Linked DNA regions of Columba livia: region 1 is linked to region 2. Evidence: chromatin contacts called from public Hi-C data. All regions are on one chromosome and are shown on one strand. The core of a region is the stretch at or near the end of the contact, and the rest is flanking DNA. Distances in the headings are between cores, read along the strand shown.

What was found. Hi-C and Micro-C count contacts between places; a contact is called where the count stands out from the background.
Region 1: a contact with region 2 is called in a Hi-C map of liver, with 3 times the contacts expected there. The contact joins the enhancer-like site here to the promoter of FMOD in region 2. A contact is called at or near these places in 2 of 2 Hi-C or Micro-C datasets (crop and liver).

Annotation. Positions count from the first base shown.
Region 1 is chr22:6,274,776-6,279,918 of bColLiv1.pat.W.v2, reverse strand. CIMAP3 (ciliary microtubule associated protein 3) reads right to left here. Exons shown (of 6, transcript XM_021298309.2): 1 at 2,310-5,143; 2 at 1,832-1,974; 3 at 1,412-1,510; 4 at 821-948; 5 at 420-546; 6 at 1-41. The coding sequence starts at 2,328. The coding sequence ends at 27. Among named protein-coding and RNA genes, the nearest start is that of CIMAP3, 5.5 kb to the right of the region's middle. Within about 2 kb of position 3,013, at least 3 of the 3 cell types and tissues checked have an H3K27ac peak away from gene starts, as active enhancers do.
Region 2 is chr22:6,241,066-6,246,525 of bColLiv1.pat.W.v2, reverse strand. FMOD (fibromodulin) reads right to left here and starts at 2,898. Exons shown (of 3, transcript XM_005510324.3): 1 at 2,570-2,898; 2 at 1-699. The coding sequence starts at 679. LOC110364643 (a long non-coding RNA gene) reads left to right here and starts at 3,167. Exons shown (of 2, transcript XR_002423558.2): 1 at 3,167-5,460.

The DNA of each region.
Region 1 (5,143 bases), core at 1,764-4,263, 33 kb before region 2:
CTGTCTCCTCCATTCTCTGTCTAAGCTCAGCTGAAAGACAACTATCCGTCAGATATTAGCAGTGACAATGGCTTCAGGAAAGCGCAGGAAGATGTGGGGCGGCGTCGAGAACCTTAACCTATGTTTTAAATTGGAAAGGTTTTCTTTTCAGCAGAGCTACACAGTGAAGTCTGTGTTCTGGTTCTCTCACTTTGTGGATGGAAACTTCCAGAGTACATTTCTTATTAGGAGGTTTTTTTGAAGGACTGTAACTTTTTGTAAACTGACATTTTTTTGATAGAAAATTGCTTTGTATCTTGTACCCAGCAGGCTGGTGAGGAACGGATGACAAAACATAGCGCGAATGCATCGAAGTAATCCCACAATTTCACTTGTCAGAAGCACTGAGCTGGGATTAACACCCCTTACCCTGCCCTTACCTTCTGTACCTCCGTTTTCAGCATCCTTGTTGCTGGCATTGGCACTAAAGACCAGTCTGGAGACCCAAACTTCATTGGCCAAGTGAGTTTCTTGTGTAGTTGCTTTTCTGCTTCGTAAGTTCCAGGTCTAAAGAAAACAGGCACGAAATATCTAATTTCTGGAGCTGGTGTATGATGTTTGTTATACTGGAATTTACCAGCCCTGCCTCGATCCATGGGAGAGAAGCACGTTGTGGTATTCTAGTCGTCACGCTAAGTCAAAGACTAAAGCAGTGGAGCTTTTTGAAGATGAAAAAGCATTACCAGGAGCTCAGTTACCTACATCCCGTTTGTGTCTTAGTATTTCTCTCTGCCAGTACTCCTGCTTATTATTAAAAGTGTAAGAAAATGAGTTCCATTACCCAGGGATAAGTTCTTTATCTGAAGGCTTGTCTGGAAATCGTGGTGTCTTAGCAGAAAATGGAGCGTGGGCAGGCTGGCAGCTTTTCTTCCCGAATGGCTGGTACGTTGCTGGGCCGGGACTCACAGGCTGCAAAAGATGAAATTTCTGTATGGAAAATGTGGTTCTGCAGACCGTTCGTACGTGCTCTGATCAGCCCGCGGGGCGGGACAGACCTGCTGCTCCGTGCCCGCTTGGGCCACCCCGATAGCCTGAAAAAATCAATGATGCACTCCCTGCTGCTCACCCAGTGTGTCCTGTGTTGTTGCTCCTAATATGCTGTTGTTCTGGAGAAATTAGGTCAGAAAACAGAGTGTTTGTTCAGGCGGTATATGTAGGTTTACATACATGTGTATGTGATACAAAGAAATGGGTATATACAAATACGTGTGTTGGTGTTGCCAGAGCTCATGTGATCAGTCTCTACATTCAACACCTCCCACTAGACTCGTGTAAGGAGATCTATAGCTACCCTATAGATGATGTTGGAGGTGGGAACAGCCTACAAACCCTTGGAAGCTGCAGCTCTGCCCTTCGAGGTGTGCTTTCTTACCTGGGGCTGCGGCAGGAAGCGCTGGGCCGTTCTCGCTCCGATCACGTAGCCTTTGTTGCTCAGTGGTCTGTTTCCCAAAGAGTATCTGAGGCTGCTTTTCTGCGAGTCAAAACCAAAGTGTCTCACTGGCATTTTTAAGACATCATTTGCATTAGGGGAAGGGCAGAAGTACATGAGCAGCAGGTATAATTTTTATTAATACCTCTAATTTCTCACTGATGTAGGGCGCTAGGGCAGCTGGAGCTTTGAGGACTGGTACTTTTGGAAGTGGAGCTTATTTTTCTAGGTATGTGTGGAGCCCTTGTACAATGGGTTTGGAGGTGAGGGGGATGCCGTGTCTGGCTGGCCATGGTCCTGTCGCTCCTGTACCGTGTGTGTTGTGTGAAGGGAAAGCTCTGAGCACATCCCTGAAGGATTTACCTCTTGGCTGAGGTAGCAGCCTGGCCCCAGCGAAGGGTTCCCCCCAGCGGCTGTCAGCTGGATCCCCAGCCTGTCCGAGGCCTGGTGGGCAGGGAAGATTTTCCGTTCTTGGCATGACCCGAACGAGATCCGCTTTTGTGCATCTGTGGGACCGGGAGATGGAGATTCCACCAGTGTGATAAACCCACGCGGAGGTGACCGCTTGCTGCTTTTTTTACCATCTTAAGTGTCTGCTGCTCTCTGCCTGAGGCCAACCACCCCCTCATCTCCCAGATGGGAATTTCCCTGAGCCTGGATGTTCGTGAGGGGTCTTGCCCTCTGGATGTCTGTTCCCTCCTGCCGCAGAGGCTCGTTTTCCCCGTCGGGGCACGGGGCAGCGCAGCAGCTGTGGGGAAGGCTCCCGGGCAGCCCCGTGCCAGCGGGGGCTGCGGGAAAGGGAAGCGCTGGTGCCCACAGCCGCGCGCCTGGCCAGGCTCACCTCTGGGCTCCCAGGCCATGCTGCCCTGCCACGGTCACTGTGCGTGTTCTGCAGTTGCCATAGACGCGGAGCAGAGGCTGCTGGAGGGAACGCTGGTGGTGGCGGCACCTCGGGGTGCGGGAAAAGAGGAGGATTAGTAAAGCCCTGGATCGTGCTGTGCTGGGTCCTACTCTGAGGAGCTGCTGTTTGCACCCCCTGGGTCAGTGGGGAGAGGTCTCCGGGGGAGCAAGCTATGGGTTGGGCTGTCAGGACCCTTCTGTGTGATCTCCCTTGTGACACAGCCTGCTCTGCGCGTTGTCTGCTCTCTTTTTCCCTGTCTCGCTGCCATGGTGCAGCTGCAAAAAACCCCTGGAAAATGCTATATTGGAATTAAGTCCAGCTTGTGGATTCAGGCCCTTCCCTGAGCGCAAGTGTAAGTGCCATGAGAGAATGAGGGAGCATCAAATATTAAGAGTGAGATGAGCTGAAACACTGAGGATTGCTGCTTTTGCAGCACACTTTATTTAATAAATCTTATTCCGTGTAATTAGATCAGGGGGGTCTGTTTGCTGTAGTAGGATGGGTGTCTTCACGGCCAGCTGCAGCAGGAGCAGCTGGTGTCAAACACGAGACCGTCCTGGCAGCTCTGCACCAAGGTTTCACCATTAACGCAGCTGTAGAAGTTGCTCCTGTTGGTTGGACTTGCATAGGTGGTGTTTTAACTAATGAGAGCATCTTCCTCTGGCTTTACAAGGATCTTGGAGTCAGCGGCTGGGTGCTATCAGCAATTAAAATATCCAACAGTAGGTGTCAATGTTGCTTGCTCTTCCCAGCCCTGTCGATACAGTGAGTGGTTTTCCAGCTCTCCTATCAAGAGCTTTGGTGATATTGCTGGTCTCTCAATGGCTTAACAGCTTTTAATGGCTGAGCTGTCCTTGGGGGCTGCTGAGCTGCTTGGGAAATTGTCCCACTCTCTTCACTTCAGGAATCTGACAGAGAATTAAGGAAATATGGCTGCAGAGCCAGTGGCCACACATGTGAATATCTGGCTCCGCATCCAGCTGGGTACGTGTACGCATAAGTTACTGCCGCTATAACCCGATGCCTGTAAATGGAGTCCTGAAAAAGGATCTGTGCTACCTCCAAGTCATGTAACGCTCAGACGTGTCCTTCACTGTGCGCACATGGAGCTGCTGGTGGCCGGTGTAATAATATCTGCGCAAAGAGGAGACAGCTGGAGCCTGTGGGTCTGGCGTCTGCTGCCCTGCTGAGAGCTTGGAGAGCGATTTGGGAGCTGTCCTGCTCCAAATCCCTTTTGTTCTCCTAAACAGGTTGTTTGGTGTAGCCGAAAGGCTCATGTTGCTGCTGCCGGGAGGACCGTCCTGCGTGCAGCCCAGGCTGCGGAGCCGGCACCGCGACCTGCGGCGTGACGTGCTCTGTGCAGGAGCGCGGGCTGCGCGGGGGGTGTCTGCCATCTGTTCCTGCTCAGACTCACAGCAAGAAATGAGGAGCTTTAAAGCTCCCCGGATTTCCTCCTCCAGAAGACAATCACATCTCGTAGGTCTTGGGCTGGGACTTGGTGCAGACCGGCGTTCAGGGCACTTTTCCTGTACAGGACAGCCAGGAGGGACTCAGATCTCTCTGATTGTTATGACACCGGCACATTTGTTTAAAGATCTCTGGTTTAAAGCCTGTTTTCCCCAGTGCTAACTCCTTGTTGCAAAGGCTGGATCTGTTCTGCTTCACACATCTTCCATTTGATTTCCCTTCCCTCCACAGCTCATTGAGTGGAACTAAAGAACTGCTGATTTTCAGATACCAACCATTCCCTGCCCCCCGGGGAAATTCTTGCCTTCTGCATGTACATTCCCAGAAATATCATCCGTGACTCACGCTGATTACGAAATGCTGCAGCCATTTCCCTGGCTGCTTCCACAGAGCGTCATCGTTTATTCGCCTTCTGTCCCCAGGTATATTTTATAAGGATTTAGCAGAGTTCTTTTCATGAGGAATTTGATGCAGTACTGCAATCAGCCATTGCATATTCTTCCCTTACAGCACATCTTTCATCTTTCCTTATTCTCTGTTGGCACTAAACTGCTATAATTAGGTGCCGTAAACAAATCTCAAGCTTCTCTGATGTTGTGAAACACTCGAACTTGATTTCTGGCCATCCTGTTCCTCAAATAAACCTTGACTCTGCACTGCAGGCATCCTACGAATATTCCCTGGTGATCAGGACTGAGGCGGCGCGCTCAGCCGCTCCCCGGTGAGAATGGTGCTCTCGGTGCCGAGGGACGGGCGGCAGATCCTTCCACCTGCCCTGGTATCCAAGTGTTAGCCCCAAGAACTATTTCCTGGCCCGTTGGCAAGTGAGGACATGAGGACAGGCCTTCGGAAGGGGGCATGTGTGCATAGGATATAGATTCACAGACTGCTGCCTTGCACATAAACATCTGTGCCCAAGTGCAGGTGTGTGCAGGTGGGCAAAACATACTGCAGAAAGGCTGTATGTGCATGAACAAACATGCACAGGGCTGTCATTTCAGCTAATAAGGAAGTATCACGTGAAGAATGCTTTGTTTCAGCTGCTCTGGATTTTTCTTCGTCTGTTTTTATGCACCTTTTGTCACATGCACGTTTTTATAGTCTGATCTTTTCAAAATTGGATTTATTAAAGTATGTAATCTTCAAAACCCCACTTGAGATTGATAATGCACATTAGAGTCTAAACTATTATAATCTATTATTTAGAAAAATATCAGCAGCAGGCATGCAGATCTTGAACTCCTTACAGAGAGGACCCCAGCGGCAGGTTCCGGCAGGCTGCTCCCTGCAACGTGACCGGTTTTCCC
Region 2 (5,460 bases), core at 1,649-4,148:
TGAGCCCTTTGAGAGATGCTCCCATCTCAAAAATGTAGTTGTGGCTGAGGTACAGGGCTGTGAGGTTCTCTAGCCCCTCCAGAGCATTGGAGGGGACCTTGGAGATGTGATTGTAAGACAAGTGGAGCTCTCTGAGGGACCGGGGCAGGGGGCTGGGCATCTTGGTGAGGTTGTTGTTGTTCAGGTACAACCTCTCCAGGTTTTTGAGTTTGGCGAAGACCCTCTTGCCCATCCTCTCACTGGTGATCTGGTTGTTGTGCAGTGCAAGCCATTCCAGCTCGGTGGCGTTGTCAAAGGCGCCCTCTTGGATGCTGGTGATCTGGTTGTTCTGGAAGTAGACGTATTTCATCCGGGAAGGCACGAAGGGCAGGTACCTCAGGTTCCGGGTGTCACAGTACATGGCTGATGAGAAGTTAGGGGGACAATCACACTCGTGGGGACATTGCCAGGAAAGGGCTTGCTGAGGTTCAGGGCCAGGCTCTGCCTCTGTCTCTGGGGCTGGGACGTAAGAATAGATGTAAGGGGGGTTCTCGTCTTCGTAGTAGGGCATGTAGTTGTAGGAGGACACCCGGGACTGCCGCATGTAGTACTGCAACCACGCCATGTCTTCTTCTTCATTGTACTGGCCCAGGGAGGCTCCGCAGAGCCCAGCGATGACCAGGACGGTGGCCCAACGCATGGTGCTGGTGCTGGAGGGACCTGGGTGGGGGACAAATGGGGAGGAACCATCAGCAGCGTCAGGTGTGGGGTGAGGGGAGTTGCACCCCTGCCTGGAGATGGTGCCACTCGGCAGCAGAGCTGGACAACCAGGGGACCTGGAGGAATCTTACCCAAAAAAGGGGGCTGCAAGCATGTCCCCTGCTTGCAGGTACCTGATCTTCCCCCTTTTCACCTCAGCCCTGCTAGAAACCTGCATCCCGGTGGATATTTGCTCGCAAAATCTGAACTTACGGGTGTTTCTGTTATAACTGAGTAGGGATGGAGATATAGGGCACGTGTTCCATAGCGGTGTCAGGTCGCTCAGCCCTGGGATTCACCGAGCAGGGGAGAGCGGGAGCTGTGAGCGCAGGTTGATGGAGCTCGAGGCGTTTTGCTGGAGCTGTATTTGTGTGACAGCCGCTGGCGACAGGATTCGCGTGGGTTCCATCCAGCCCCACTTCCTGCACAGAAGCACAGGGTGCTCAGGCTGCTCGGGACTGATGCAAATCCTGGCAAACGACTTCTGGCTGGTTTTTGAAATTAAACCACTTTCAAGCTTAGATTCCCCAAGCTCAACCCTGACACGAAAAGGGGCAACGTCCATGTAGATGAGGTTCTTAGGGACGTGGTTTAGTGACAGTGTTGGGTTAATGGTTGGACTTTATGGACTTGAGGGTGTCTTCCAACCAAAATGATTCTAGGAATCCTCGTCTTGGGGCTAAACGAGCACACAGAGCGGCCTGGAGCGAGGCAGCTTGAAATTCCTCCAGGAAATACGTGGGGCCGAGCTGTTCGGAGGGGGAGCGGAGCTGCTCCTGCCTGCTGGCTCCTCTGCATGTGCTACATACGTGGCTGGGCAGGCAGAGCTGTGGGGCTGCGGTGCATCCCTGCCAGCTCCGCTCCCGCCGCCCAGCCGGTGTCCCCCTCACCGCGGGGTCACCCCATGGCACGGCCCGTGTCCCCCCGCTGGCGGGAGGGGACGGTTCTGCAGCGGACAGAGAGGGCACGGTTTGCTGCCAGCGAGGCAGCCTGGCAGCTGCTGGCGCTGGAGGAAAGCGGGACTGAAGGGCAGGCACGGCTCCCTCGCCCCCTCCTCTCCCTCTCTGCCCTCCGCAGGCTCCTGCAGCGCGGGGCACATGGGACGTGGTGCTCGGGGATGCTGGTGCCACGAGGAGCTTGGCAGGAGCAGTTTGTTCTCCTCCTCCCTCCTGCTCTGGGGCTGAAATACCAGAGCCCCCTGAGCCCCCCAGCCATGCAGAGCAGCTTGGCAGCCCCTGCCCAGGGGCAGCATGGATCCACAGGGACCCTCCACCTTCCCTAGTGCCCCCCCCTTCACCAAACCGGTAACCCCAGAGCTTGTCCTCAGCTGCCCCCCACTTCATTGGAACGTTGCTTCTCCCCTCCCCAGGGGGGTTCAGCACTGGTTTTGGGGGTATCTGAGCTGAGTGCACCAACCATGAGACCCGTGTCACCTCCTGGTGCACATGCTCCCGTGCCAGAGGCTGCCGGGGTAATGGGGTCACCCTGGTAGGGAGCGGGTTTTGGAGCCGAGGGGCTCCAGGGTCTGTGGGCAGGCATGAAACCAGCTCCCCTTCCCCTGCAGATGGGATAGGCAGAGGGTGCCAGGTGCTGCCCGTACCTGGGGCTGATGGATTGGGTGTCCAAGTTCCACCAAGGGGGCAAGGAGCTGCTGGGGGCACAGGGGACGTGGGCAGCGGGAGCTCCCGCCGCGGTGGCTCGGGAGCGCTGGCGCTCACCCTGTGCCACCCGTGTCGCTGGCATGTGCTCCGCGTGGAGCCGCCCGCCGAGGCCAGGGCATGGAAATCAGCCTTAAAAAAACCAATCATTATAAATACAGAGACAGACTTACCGAGGTGAGCGTCTCCTTCCCAAAGCCGCGCTGCTCTTCTGCGGGATCTCCCGTGTGCCAAGCAGCATGTGAGTGCGTCTCTGGGTCTGCAGAGCCTGGTGTCCGCCCCAGATCCCAGATCAAATATTGTGCTTGCAGGTCACGGGCTCGGCAGGTTTTTTTGGGGAGTGACCTACCAGCAGCAGCCGGTTTGCAGGAGAGACTGAAAAGACCCTAATGCTGCCTGGCGTTATAAATAACCTGCTTTTTCTGTCCTCCCTCTCTCTCTCTCTCTCTCTCTCTCCCGTCTTTTCTCATAGGAGTGTTGGCACTTTTCAGGCTCTCTCTGTTTAACGAGTTAGTGGAATCGGGGATGTTGTTTTTAAAAGGGCTGTTGTTAGGTCTCCTGTGTTTCTCATCAGGAAGCAATGAGGAGGCCTCTGGCCAGATTAAAAAATATCAGGTTTTGAGGCGCTGAGGATGCGATTCTTAGGGAGAAGTGAGAAAGTATCTTTAACTTTAGCAGTACCAGGGAGGAGACGTTGGTGCCTGCGCCGGCTGCAGCCCGGGCTCTTCCCCAGGCAGCCTCAGTTTATGCAGTCCTGCTATTAAATATTTCGGATAAACATTTCCACGAACGATAAGGCTGCAGCATCCAAGGTAAATAAGTTGCCTACCAAAGGGCCACTGTGACAGCGGGAGTTTGTCTTCAGCGTGGCAGCAGAGCCATGCCAAGCTGGCATTTCTGCAGACTGTGCAGAATTGGGTGTCCCCTGTGGGTGTCCCCCCCAGGGCTGAGCTGGGGGGACAGGGAGTGTGTGCTGAGGGTGACCCGTGTTTGGGCAGGGACAGCAGAGCTCCCAGTTGTCCCTGCCGCATCACCTCCCATTGCTGGTGCCCTGGGGTGTCCTGCAAAGTGGGGGAGCGGTGGGCACTGTCACAGCCCCTGGTCCCTGTGCTGGCCCTCTGTGCACTTCACCTCTGGGACAGCTGTCCCTGTGTCACAGCATTTCTGCCCGAAAGGAATGGGAAGGAGGAGCCCTGAGCACCTCATCCGTCCCATGCCCGCTGCAGCAGCACGGCCAGGTCCTCCCGCAGCCCGGAGCTGCTCCGAGAGGCTCCGCAGGTGCTGGACTCCGGACACGCTTTTCCTTTGCTTCCCATCAAATCTCCAGCCAAAACCTCCTCTTCCCCTGGGCAGCCTTGCAAAGATGCTTATCGTCCCGAGGTCCTTGTTGTAAGGAGGAGGAATGTGGGGCTGAGGGACACGCTGTGCAGTGGGGACGGTGCCAGCGAGCCGCTGTGCTCGGGCAGGAGCAGCGTGCCTGGAAAGCACAGCTCGCAGCACTGGGAGCGTTCAGAGAAAGCCTCGCCTTCGAGGGGAAACCAGGATGGGGGGTAGCGCTGCCTAAAAGGAGGGAAAACTTTAGTAAAGTGGGGTGGGGGCTTTCGTTTGGCTGGTAGCAGCTCTTCTTCCATGCCCAGCATTGCCGTGACAGCTTGCAGTGGCACGGGGCAGCTGGAGAAGGGTCCGACCATGGGCAGGGAGGTGGTTCGGGGCCCTGGGTGATGTAGGAATGACCCCGCTCAGGGGGATAGTTCCTGCTGCCAGGGAGCTCCGTTCCACGGAGAATGGCGGGGAGGGCAGTGGCAGCCAGTAACATCTGCTGCTCCGATGGTGTCAACCAGCGTCACATCCCTGGCAGCTCGAGGTGTCCCGCTGGCCAACAGCTCGGAGGCTTTCGCAGGGCTTGGCTGTTGTTCTGGAAAAGCAGCTTGTCCCCAGCTAGGTTAGATGAGGAGCGTGGCCTCGCTGTCTTCGGGAAGTTACAAATATTCCTGACCCAGGACCCTTTGGGGGAGGCTGTTTGCACACCCATGGGGGCTGGTGGTCGCCCCGGGGATGCTGAGGAGCCGTCCCCACCCAAACTGGCTCCGAATGGTGCCGTTCCCCATGGCCACATCCCCCTTTCCCAGCCTAAACCGGAAGATACCGCCACACCTGAGCTCGGTTTGTGTGTTCCCCACTGTCACCAGGACTTTCTGTCAAATCTCACCCTCACCAGCTCGGGATTATCTCACAGAAGTGAACATTTACCATCTAAAGAAGCACATATGTCTTTTTTTCTCCATCCAACTTCGAAATGTCGCGCTCTGGGCATCCAGCGTCTCGCGGGGCTCTCCTGGTCCGTCTGTCTGGCAGGAGGTGGGTGTTGATAAGACCTCAGCGCTACCGCTCATGACAGGCCAGTGTGAAACCAGCTCCTCTGGGTTCCCAAGTGACTTCCATGAAACTTCTCCAACATCTCCTCCTACAGACACCTCTTCCCTGCCGCTGACAGTTCAAAGCAAGCCCTGAACTGGTGAAAGGAGCCGGGAACGCGCCGTCCTGCTTGCTGGAAGCCAGTGGTCCCTGTGTAATCTCATCTGGAGCAGTTCCTCCAACGGTCGCAGTCTGCGTCCCATCAGAGCCAGACAGATGCCGGTGTTGGTTTGCTTTGGTTTCCTAAACCAAACTGATGTGAGCAGTGTCTGTTTTGGTTGGGTTTGTTCCAGTTGTTTTGATCAAATGCTCTTGAGTTTTGTATCTGAAACCACTGAACCTGGCCCGAGTTTGCCTTTAATTTGCAAACGCTGCGCTCGGAGCCGGGAGCGCTCCCATCCCCGCGGACACACGCGGGTTTGTCAGGATGCTTTTGGCACAGGGACCGAATGCTTCACAACATAACAAAGAAACAGAGCTCTCTGATGCTCCTGCGAAGGCTAAAGCTCCATCTGCCTAGATGAAGGGAGAACTGTTAAACCTACTGTGAGCATCCCAAAGGCACAGCTACTTCTGAGCAGCTTATCTTTTGACTCATGTAAATGTTATTTCTGCCTCTTCCACATTTTCAAGGTTTCAGCTCCGCTTC